3 separate regions of the Mus musculus genome follow, and all the other regions are linked to region 2. The links are chromatin contacts, called in public promoter capture Hi-C maps. All regions are on one chromosome and are shown on one strand. The core of a region is the stretch at or near the end of the contact, and the rest is flanking DNA. Distances in the headings are between cores, read along the strand shown.

Evidence for each region. Promoter capture Hi-C pulls out the DNA fragments that hold promoters and counts their contacts.
Region 1: a promoter capture Hi-C map of stem cell-derived epiblast-like cells shows a contact between it and region 2, with 5 times the contacts expected there. The contact joins the promoter of Shank3 here to the promoter of Cpne8 in region 2. A contact is called at or near these places in 5 of 39 promoter capture datasets (cranial neural crest, embryonic stem cells, hippocampal neurons and 2 more), 1 of 484 Hi-C or Micro-C datasets (embryonic stem cells) and 1 of 115 datasets of contacts at active chromatin or transcription factors (pancreatic cancer cells).
Region 3: a contact with region 2 is called in a promoter capture Hi-C map of embryonic stem cells, with 4 times the contacts expected there. The contact joins the promoter of Mapk8ip2 here to the promoter of Cpne8 in region 2.

What each region holds. Positions count from the first base shown.
Region 1 is chr15:89,498,237-89,500,995 of GRCm38.p6, reverse strand. It overlaps Shank3 (SH3 and multiple ankyrin repeat domains 3), which reads right to left and starts at 1,388. Exons shown (of 22, transcript NM_021423.4): 1 at 1,077-1,388; 2 at 578-781. The coding sequence starts at 1,364.
Region 2 is chr15:90,677,815-90,680,877 of GRCm38.p6, reverse strand. It overlaps Cpne8 (copine VIII), which reads left to right and starts at 1,490. Exons shown (of 20, transcript NM_025815.2): 1 at 1,490-1,710. The coding sequence starts at 1,574.
Region 3 is chr15:89,452,548-89,455,531 of GRCm38.p6, reverse strand. It overlaps Mapk8ip2 (mitogen-activated protein kinase 8 interacting protein 2), which reads right to left and starts at 1,621. Exons shown (of 12, transcript NM_021921.3): 1 at 1,247-1,621; 2 at 243-348. The coding sequence starts at 1,311.

The DNA.
Region 1 (2,759 bases), core at 139-2,638, 1.2 Mb after region 2:
ACACACACACACACACACACACACACACAGGACGAGCCCTTCCTATTGAGACTAGGTCTCCGTCCCTATGGAATGGCACTCAAATCACCTTTATATGTCACAAATGGTGTTAATATTATTTTGGGCTAACCTCAGAAGACATGGGAGTGAGTGGCAAGAGGAGGCAAATGTGCACACAAGTGACACTGTTCGCACCACATGACCCCTAACGCACTCACTCTTAAACCGCTCGCACCACACACACGCCCCGAGTGCAGTGCATGTGTGGCATGCATGTGCTCATTGTGTGCTGTCCAGATTGCTCGCTGCAAGCGCTCTACACACGGCGCTCACACTGTTTCTCCATGCTTAAGCTGCAACACACCACTTACCACACAGGCAGCTTGCACTTCACCCTGCCCACTGCACTCGAGGTGTACCCACCTCGGTCTCTCAGCACACTGCTCAGGCTGCACACAGCCCCCCACCGCGCCTGTCGCCAACTCCTCCCGGCCTGCCCTTCTACTGCTCCAGCCACGGAGCTCAAAGATCACACCCTGAGCGCTCCATTCCACCCCCACCCCAGTCGGCCCAGCACCTCCAGATAGGGCAGGGGCGTGTCCAGGTTAGGCGGGTAGTCCTGTAAGAGCCGCTCTTCATCCAGGAACTTGCCGGCGCGACCCCGGGAGGGAGGCTGGAATAGCCCGTAGTTGAGCGCGTCTTGAAGGCTATGATTGAGGGCGCAGAGCACACGCTGCTTGGCGGCCCACACGGGCGCGGTTGGGTCCAGACGCAGGCACTTCTGCAGCGGAGCGAGTCGTGAGCCCGGACCTGCGGGCGCAGGGCCCCGCGCCCCGGGCCCCGCTTTGGAGGGCTAGTTGGGGAGCGAGAGCAGGGACCCCGCGCCACCGCGCAGAGGCCGAGGCCCCGCCCCGGGGCTGGGCTTCCAGGGCCCCGCCCCGGCGATGGGGAGGGTCCCGCGGAGGCGGCGGGGGAGGGGCGAGTGGCCACGGCCGGGGGTCCTGGCGCAGGGCGCGCCCGGCGGGGGTCACCGCTAGCGGGCCACACAGGGGTACGGCGAGATCGCAAAGGCTCACCGTTTGTTGCAGGTCCGGGATGCCGACGCGCACGACCACGGCGCTGGCCCCGGGGCCGTCCATCCCGGTGCTAGCGCCCGGGCCCGGACTGTTCCCGGCGGAGAGAGGAGCGCACGGGGACTCCGCGCGGCGCCCTGGCCCCCCCTGACCCCCCGCAAGAGCCCCGCCGACCGCGCTACGCGGGAGGGGGCCGGGGGGGGCCGGGGCCGGGGCCAGCGCGGGGGACAGCGGCTCCGGGGGCTCCGCAGGCGCAGCGGCGGCGGCGACGGCGGCACGGTTTAGCTGCATCGGCCCCGGCTTCGAGCGGCGCCTGCCTTCCCCGGGGGCGGGGGCGGCGGGGGGAGGGGGCCCGAGCCCGGAGCGGAGCGGAGGCGGGGAGGGGGCCGCGCCGGAGGCGGGGATGGGAAGCCCGGGGCCGGGAAACTGGGGTCCCCCGCGGGGTCGGGGCGGCGTGGGCGTGTGGTGCAGAGGGCGGGGGCCGGGGGCCCGCGCCGAAGAGGGGGGGGGTTGGCTGTCGAGGGGGAGTGGCTGACACAGCGGGGGGATGGCACGCCGCGCTTCCGCTGCAGGCGAGCGTCGCAGACCACCGTACTGGGGTGACGGAGGGTTCTAGAGCTGGGTGGGGAACGCGTCGGGGCAAGAGGACCCACAGGCCGACTGAGAGGGAGAGACAAGCAGGAAAATTGGTGACCCGGGGTGGAAATCTCCCCAGTCTGCCGACCCCACTCCAGACCCCAAGGAGGTGGTGGGGTCACCCGAGCACGGTGCTGGGTGGGAGTCGGAGGGCTGCAAACCCCAGGCGCGAGCAGGGCGGAGCTGCAGTCCACGGGAGCTCCCCCCAGACCAACCCTTCTAACCGCGCCCAGGGTGTTCCTCTCGGCCCCCACCACAACCGAGTTTGGGGAGTCTGTCCGGACTCTGCGGGCCTCCCGCACCTTGGGTAGCCCAACCTTGCAGCTGGTCGCCCCCTCCCCGTCACCTTAGCGACAGCAGGCTGGGGGCGCGACCTACGAGGAAAGGCTTAGGGGAGGGGGCGCCACTAGTCTCCACCTGCGGCGGGGAACTGAATTTTAGTTTCACACGTTGTCGTGGCAACGCGGGAGGGGGTGACGAGTGGGCGGGGAGGGGAGCGCTGCGAGTGAACCAACTCAGGCGCCGCCCGCGTGGCGTGCCAGCCTTAGCCCGGCGCTGCCTCGGAAGTGCCCAACGCACGGGGGCCTAGCTCCCAAGGCCCAGAAAGGTGTAGCCCCTGAATGGATGAATTGCCCTACTCGGTAGTGTCTACTGCCTTCCACTGCACTCTCCCGCATACCTAGACTTACACCTCACCCCCTAAAGGCCCCAGAGAGCCACTCATCGGTGGCGGCACAAACTGGACAGCTTTTGTGGAGCAGCCTGGCCGGGAACTCTGCCAGTGGCAGAAAGCATCCCCTTAGCCACAGCCTCTCCTACCTTCTCCGTGAGCAACCCTGGATCGCCCACAAAACTGGCTATTCCTGCGCATCCCAGGAATAACCCTGGACTACCCTGGTCCTATACACGATAGAGCCTCCCCAGATCCCACCCCCTGACCACCTGGGTCACCTCAGAAATGCCCTCACCCCACACAGAACAGTGATTGGCTTAGACTGCCCCCCCCCAGAACAGCCTGCACTCCCCCACGGATCCTCCACTTTCCCAAAA
Region 2 (3,063 bases), core at 241-2,740:
TTAAATTAAAGATGAAGTGTTGTTTTAATGGCGAAAGCAGGGATTGATTACAAAAGAGACACAAGAAGCTTTTGGGGCGAGGGAATGGTTTATTATTTTGGTGTGGTGATGGTTTAGCGGGTTGATACCGATCGTAATCCATCAGAGGGCACACTTTAAATACCTGCATGCTATTGTGCATGTAAATCAATGCATTCAGATACACACACATATGGACCTAGATAAAGTGGAAAATTCGGAGAAGGCCTCTGGGTTGAGCACTAAAGTCCTTACCTTTTATTTCTTCAGGAGGTGCCTGCAAAATAAAATTCTAGTTTGCTTAAAAAAAAAAACCCTCTAGACCTCCTCCACCAAATCAATTTCAGGCATCAATAAGAGAGCTTGAGGGAAAATTCTAGTCATCAGCTGCAGTTTAATTTGTGATAGGGGGAAGAGAAAGAAAAACAGAACTGGTGGATTTAAGGGGTGGTGAAGGGAGGGCGGGGCGACCAGGGAAAGCAAACAAGACCAAAGTGACGCAAACATTTGGGGCAGGGAAGAGCGGCAAGCATCTACACTCTATTTCCCCTGCAACCACACAGATTCTTTAAGGAAGTGGCTCCAAGTGGATTAAAATACCACAAGGGAGACCAGTCACAAGCCCAGGATTCTCCAGGTGAGCCAGGGCTAGAGCCAGCCACGCTCCCTCCTGAGGCTGGGCGCCCTGCTCTCCACCGCCCCCTGGCGGCCATCGCCAGAAGACCCGCAGTGACGCCTCGGGTCAGGTGTGCGCAGGAAAGTGGGGGTTACCCGGCAAGCTGCGGCGGCGCCCCGCGTCTTGCCCACTCCCAGTCGCGCCGCCAGGAATCTATTTGCTAAACTCCCCGGTCACCCGAGCTGCTCATCTGCTTTACGCTGCCCTGCTTTCAGGTCTTGAGGAGCAGGATTGAGGAGGAGCTAGATTATAAGTTATTATTACGACCTCCCGGGCCTCAGGGCAGAAATCCCTGCGGTTTGGCAAGTGCGTTGCAAGGCGCCGATCTTGCCTTAAGGAGACCCTCGCCTAAAAGTTGCAGGGGATGGCAGACGCATTGAAACCTCTCTTATAACGCTGCGATTGTCCCAACAGCGTCCACTCCACCCAAGCTTGCCCCATATATTGGCACGCCCCTCTGCACCAGGAGTCAAAGGCTGGTGGCCATCCCTTGCCCCACCACCACATCAGTCCAGTAGCCCGAAGTGGGGAGCATATCAGCTGGGGCGGGGGGCAATCGCCGGCGCCTGGGGCTCTCCCACTAGACGGCGCGGTGTCTGTCCGGGTCACCTACTGTCTCTGCGCCCTACGCCCAGAGCCCCCGAGCTGCAGACCCAGTCACCGCCCGGGGGCTGCCCCAGGGCGGGAGCAGCCCGGAGCGCCACTTGGGAGACCGAGGCGGCTTTGCCAGGACTGGCTCGGTCGCCGGATTCGCGACGAGGTCCGCCTCCTCCCTCCCCTTCCCGCGCCGCCTCCGCCTCCTTCCTCTGCCTCCACCCTCACCCCTTCCCGTCGGTGCGGAGCTCCGCTCCGAGCAGCGCTCAGCCCGCCGCAGCTTGGATGTGGGCTCGGGACAAGTGCTCCGTTCCTCAGCTCGAGATGGACAGCCGCTACACCAGCGCCACGGGCATCGGGGACTTGAACCAGCTGAGTGCGGCCATCCCCGCCACACGAGTGGAGGTGTCAGTGTCCTGCAGGTGAGGACGCGGCTCTCTTTTCTTCCTTCCATCCGAGCTTGGTGGCACTTGGCTAGCGCTCCAGGTACCACGAGGCTTGGCGCTGGTGAGAAGTTGCATGCTGAGTGGGGACTAGTTGTGGTACTGGCTGACGTTACCTTCCCCTCCTCCCCCCCAGAGGGTCAAATGACACAGAACTGGGGACGAGAGTGGTGGGCTTTGGCTGAGTCTTTTTTTTTTTTTTTTCTGGGAAATGTTGTGAAAGTTGGCAAAGCTGTGACTCAGCTACAGAAACCCTAGCCGCCGCCCACTTCGCAACCTTTTAAAAAATTATTTATTTATTTTAAACAACCGCAATCAGGGCCAGAGGTTCAGTGATGTCGGGAACCGAAGGGTCAGTCCTACCAAGAGCGCGCGTGATGCTGCGCACCTTGGCCAGGGACTCCCTCTGCCAGGCGTCCGGGAAGCCATGCGGTGGGCTCAGCTCCAGTTCCACAGCTTCCTCCTCCCCACTCACTTCCTGGAACCATCCAGCTTCCTTACCCTCCACCCTTCCGGGACGTTTACCCTAGGCCTGTAGCGGTTCCAGGTTCAGTCTTCCAGGCAGAGGCTTACCTAAGAATTGAGAAGTCACGACTTATTTTCTGCCCGCCGGTAGACAAACATCAGAATGCTTTCAGCAACTCTCAAGGACTGCCAGTTTCAGACTCCCTTCCTGATACTCCCTGGGCCAGATCCTCAGTAAGTTAGGTAGAATAGCTGTGCTGCCCCAGTTTTGGGGAATTAGATGGTTGGCTATATTAAGAATACTACATTGCACGTACCCAGGTGCCCACTTCCAGGCTGAATACTTCCTTTCACCGGTCTCGTTGGAAAACTTCACTCCTACCCCTCTACGCCCCCGTGTTTTTAAATGCCCTCACATGTTCTTAGCCTTTCTGTAAGGAAAGATCGTTGTAAAAGACTTTAATAAGCATGAGTGATTTTTGTTGTAAACAAACCCTGAAGTTTAAACGCCGCTAAAACAGGTTCTCAGCTTTCTTAATGCTGTGACAATTTAATGCTGTTTCCCATGTAGTGGTGATCCCCCCATCTTAAAATTATTTTTGTTGCTGCTTTATAGCTGTATTTTTGCTACTGTTACAAATCCTAATGTAAATATCTGTGTTTTCTGATGGTCCTAGGTGAGCCCCGTGAAAGGGTCATGTGACTCACAGAGGGGTCGCGACCCACAGGTTGAACATTCCTGCCCTGAAACTAAAGTTTCTTGGAAATTCAAGTTTTAGCACCCATTCCCCAAGTGGCCATGTTCTTTGGTAGGGGAAAACCCTGGGATAACATAGGATTTGCTCTGATTCACCTCAGAATGTGAAA
Region 3 (2,984 bases), core at 372-2,871, 1.2 Mb after region 2:
GCACCCAGGCACACCTCCTCTTGTGGCACTATGCTGGGTAGATCTGCCAAATAAGAGCCTCTGAAGGGCCTACGGCGTGTTAGGAAAGAAGACTGGCACCAAGGGGCCATCAGCAAGAGCAGAGGATTTTTTGCACAGCAGCTGAACTCAAGACTCCCTAAACCCACAAGCATGCTAGGGAGGCTGAGCCTGTGTGAACCTCCTCCATACTCAGACCCTACACACCCAGCCCCTTTCCCCACCTTCTCACAGTGGTCCGAGTCGTAGCTAAGGCCCAGGCCACAGTCGTCCGTGATCTCAGACAGGTCTTCATCATCAAATTCTTCCAGGCTTATGTCCTGGGGAGGCCTGAAGAGGAGGCCAGGGTCAGAAGGCCACCTGACCTAGGCTCCTGGCCTGAGAGCTGATCCTGAGGACATTGGTGGGAAAGGTCCAGCTCCCAGGGCCCCCAGCTCCCATGCTAAAGCCGTGTCGTTTTTTGACCCCAGGCACTGCTCTCCCCTGGGTCCCCTCCTCCACCACAGGGAATGAGCCCAGAGGAGGCATCCCTCCACAAACCCCTCCCACTCCTTTTCAGCTCAGCTCCCAGCCCCTGTGGGTCACAGCTTCAGCCTCAGGGGAGATACCTTGAACCAACGGGGGGGGGGGGGGGGAGGGGGGGGAGCTGCGACAACAGGAGAGGGAGGGGTCCAGCTGTTCCCCATCCACTCCTACACAGAAACAGGCCTACATCCAAACATCCAGCCCCTCCAATCCCAACTTCCCCATCTCACCCCCAGAGCTTCAAGCTTGATTTCACTCTCTGCCGTCCTGGGGGGAGGGGGGGTTGGGAGGGAAGAGGGCTAGGGGCAAGGCCCTAGCCTTTATGGAAGGAGGCATAACAAGGCCAAAAGGACACTGGCAGGAACAGACTAGGTGCTGAACACCCTGCCTAAAATCCCTCAAAGGGTCAATCGAGAGACCGCACCCTTGCTAGGTCATCGGTCCTGGCTGGGTGCGGTTCGGTATCCCAACAAGAAAAGTGAATGTGTATCTCTGTGTGGGGGTGGGAAAGGGGGGGGGTTGCCATTGGGTCTGCGCGACAAGGAGCAAACACCGAAGGACCCGGAGCCCAGGGTGGGGGATGGGAGCATCAGTCAGAGGCCTGCAAACCAAGGAGGCGCCCTGGCCTGGGTAGTTGAAGTCGATGGGGTGGAGTGGCAGGCCGAAGAGACCTACGTGAAGATGAGACCCGCCGAATGCGTACCTGCAGCCGGGAGGCGACAGCGAGTGAAAGGTGGAGAGAGAAAACATCTCCGCGCGATCCGCCATCTTCCCTGGAACCGCCGGCCGGCAGCGAGGGGGAGGGGTGAGGAGCACCGCGCGCCCTTGGTGCTCAGGCTCGCGGCCTCTGTCTCCCCACTCACCTCGTGACACGCCCTGCGACACCCGTCGGCGACACACCTCAGCGCCCTGCCAGGACACCGCGGCAGCAAGCCGCGCCGCAGGGGTGAGGGGAGGGAGTGGCGCAGGGCGGGGCCTGAGGTGGGGGCGGAGGAATGGGGGTCGAGCCGAGAAAGGATGCGGGATGCGAGGTGGTGGTGGTAGCGGTGGTGGTGAGATTCTGGTCGGGAGAGCTGGCGGGCGGCTTGCGTGGTCCTAGCGTGGAATAGGCGAGAAGGGATAGGTGGAAGCAGAGACACGCTGGTAGACCAAAGGTTTCTGCAGGAGCCGAGAGAGGTGCGGGGGAAATGGGTGCGGTAGACCCAGGAGCCAGGACCAACGCGGCCCGGGAATGCGCGCCTCTGGTTACAGCGGTGTGCAGTGCTCCTGGGAGGTGGACTGCTCGTGGAGGGGTGATGGGCGAGGACTTAGGAACAGCGTTCATGCCCCGGCAAATTCGAAAAGCAGAGTTGGTCAGGAACCCACCAGACCTCCTAACCCACCAGACCTCCTAATCCACCAGACCTCCTAACCCACCCAGACCTCCTAACCCGCGCTAGACCTACTAACCCGCTAGACTTCCTAACGGGTGGCAGAGGGAGCTGTCCACCCGAGGGTGCTGATCAGAGCTCGTCGGAGCTGTTCTCCACTGGGTGCTGATGAGGTCAAAAGAAACTTCTCCTTAAGATTTGCTGACTCCAGCTATTATCCTGACAGTGCTAATGGAACCGGGACAGTGACTCTGTCTCAAAGGATGTGAAGAGGTCTGGAATCAGAGTCCAGCATTCAGAAGCCAACATTGAACTTTCTCTGTGTGGTACAGACTTGAAGATCCTGGGCAGAGATAGTGGTGGACACTAGAAGTTGAGGCTATGTTCATCAACTGAGCAGCTGTTTCTTGGGGCCACCTATGCTCTTGGCTCTGTTTTGAGTATGGAAAACCTCCAAGTTGAGGCATAGGCTTACTAAGAAGTTCTGTGTAGAGAGGCAGGGCAGAAATGGAGCCAATTGTGAAGTGAGGCAGAAGATCAAAGTAGTGATGGACAAGCTAGAGAAGAAGGGGTAGGGAGCCTCACACTGGAATTAAGTTTTGAAGGAAGAAAGAGACACTAGAGTGTTACGGCTGGAAATCACAGAGCAGAAGGGACTCAGATAGTCAGGTGAGACACCCTGCTCAACCAGTTTCTTAATTTCTGAATTGCCAACGAGTGTGACTTCTCCAGGCTTTCTCGGAATTCACTGGAATTGTACAACCCTGAACTCATCTCAGACTATAACCCCACACAAGCCTCTCTCTTATCAAATGATCACACCCAGATTCCAAAAGCATAGACAACCCCGGGAGGGGTTACCTCCCACTTCTCCTGTGGGGTTTCTCGTTGGCTCCAAGAGCACAGATTCTCCAGACTTAAGATCTAAGAGTGGTTACCCATCTTCATTTAGCCACCAACGTTCCGAACATGAGGCAATTATTCAATGCACCAGAACTCAGTTTCTCCATCTGAATAAAGGTCCTGTGACACACATAAACCCCGGGCACAGTGATTTATTAACAATCACTT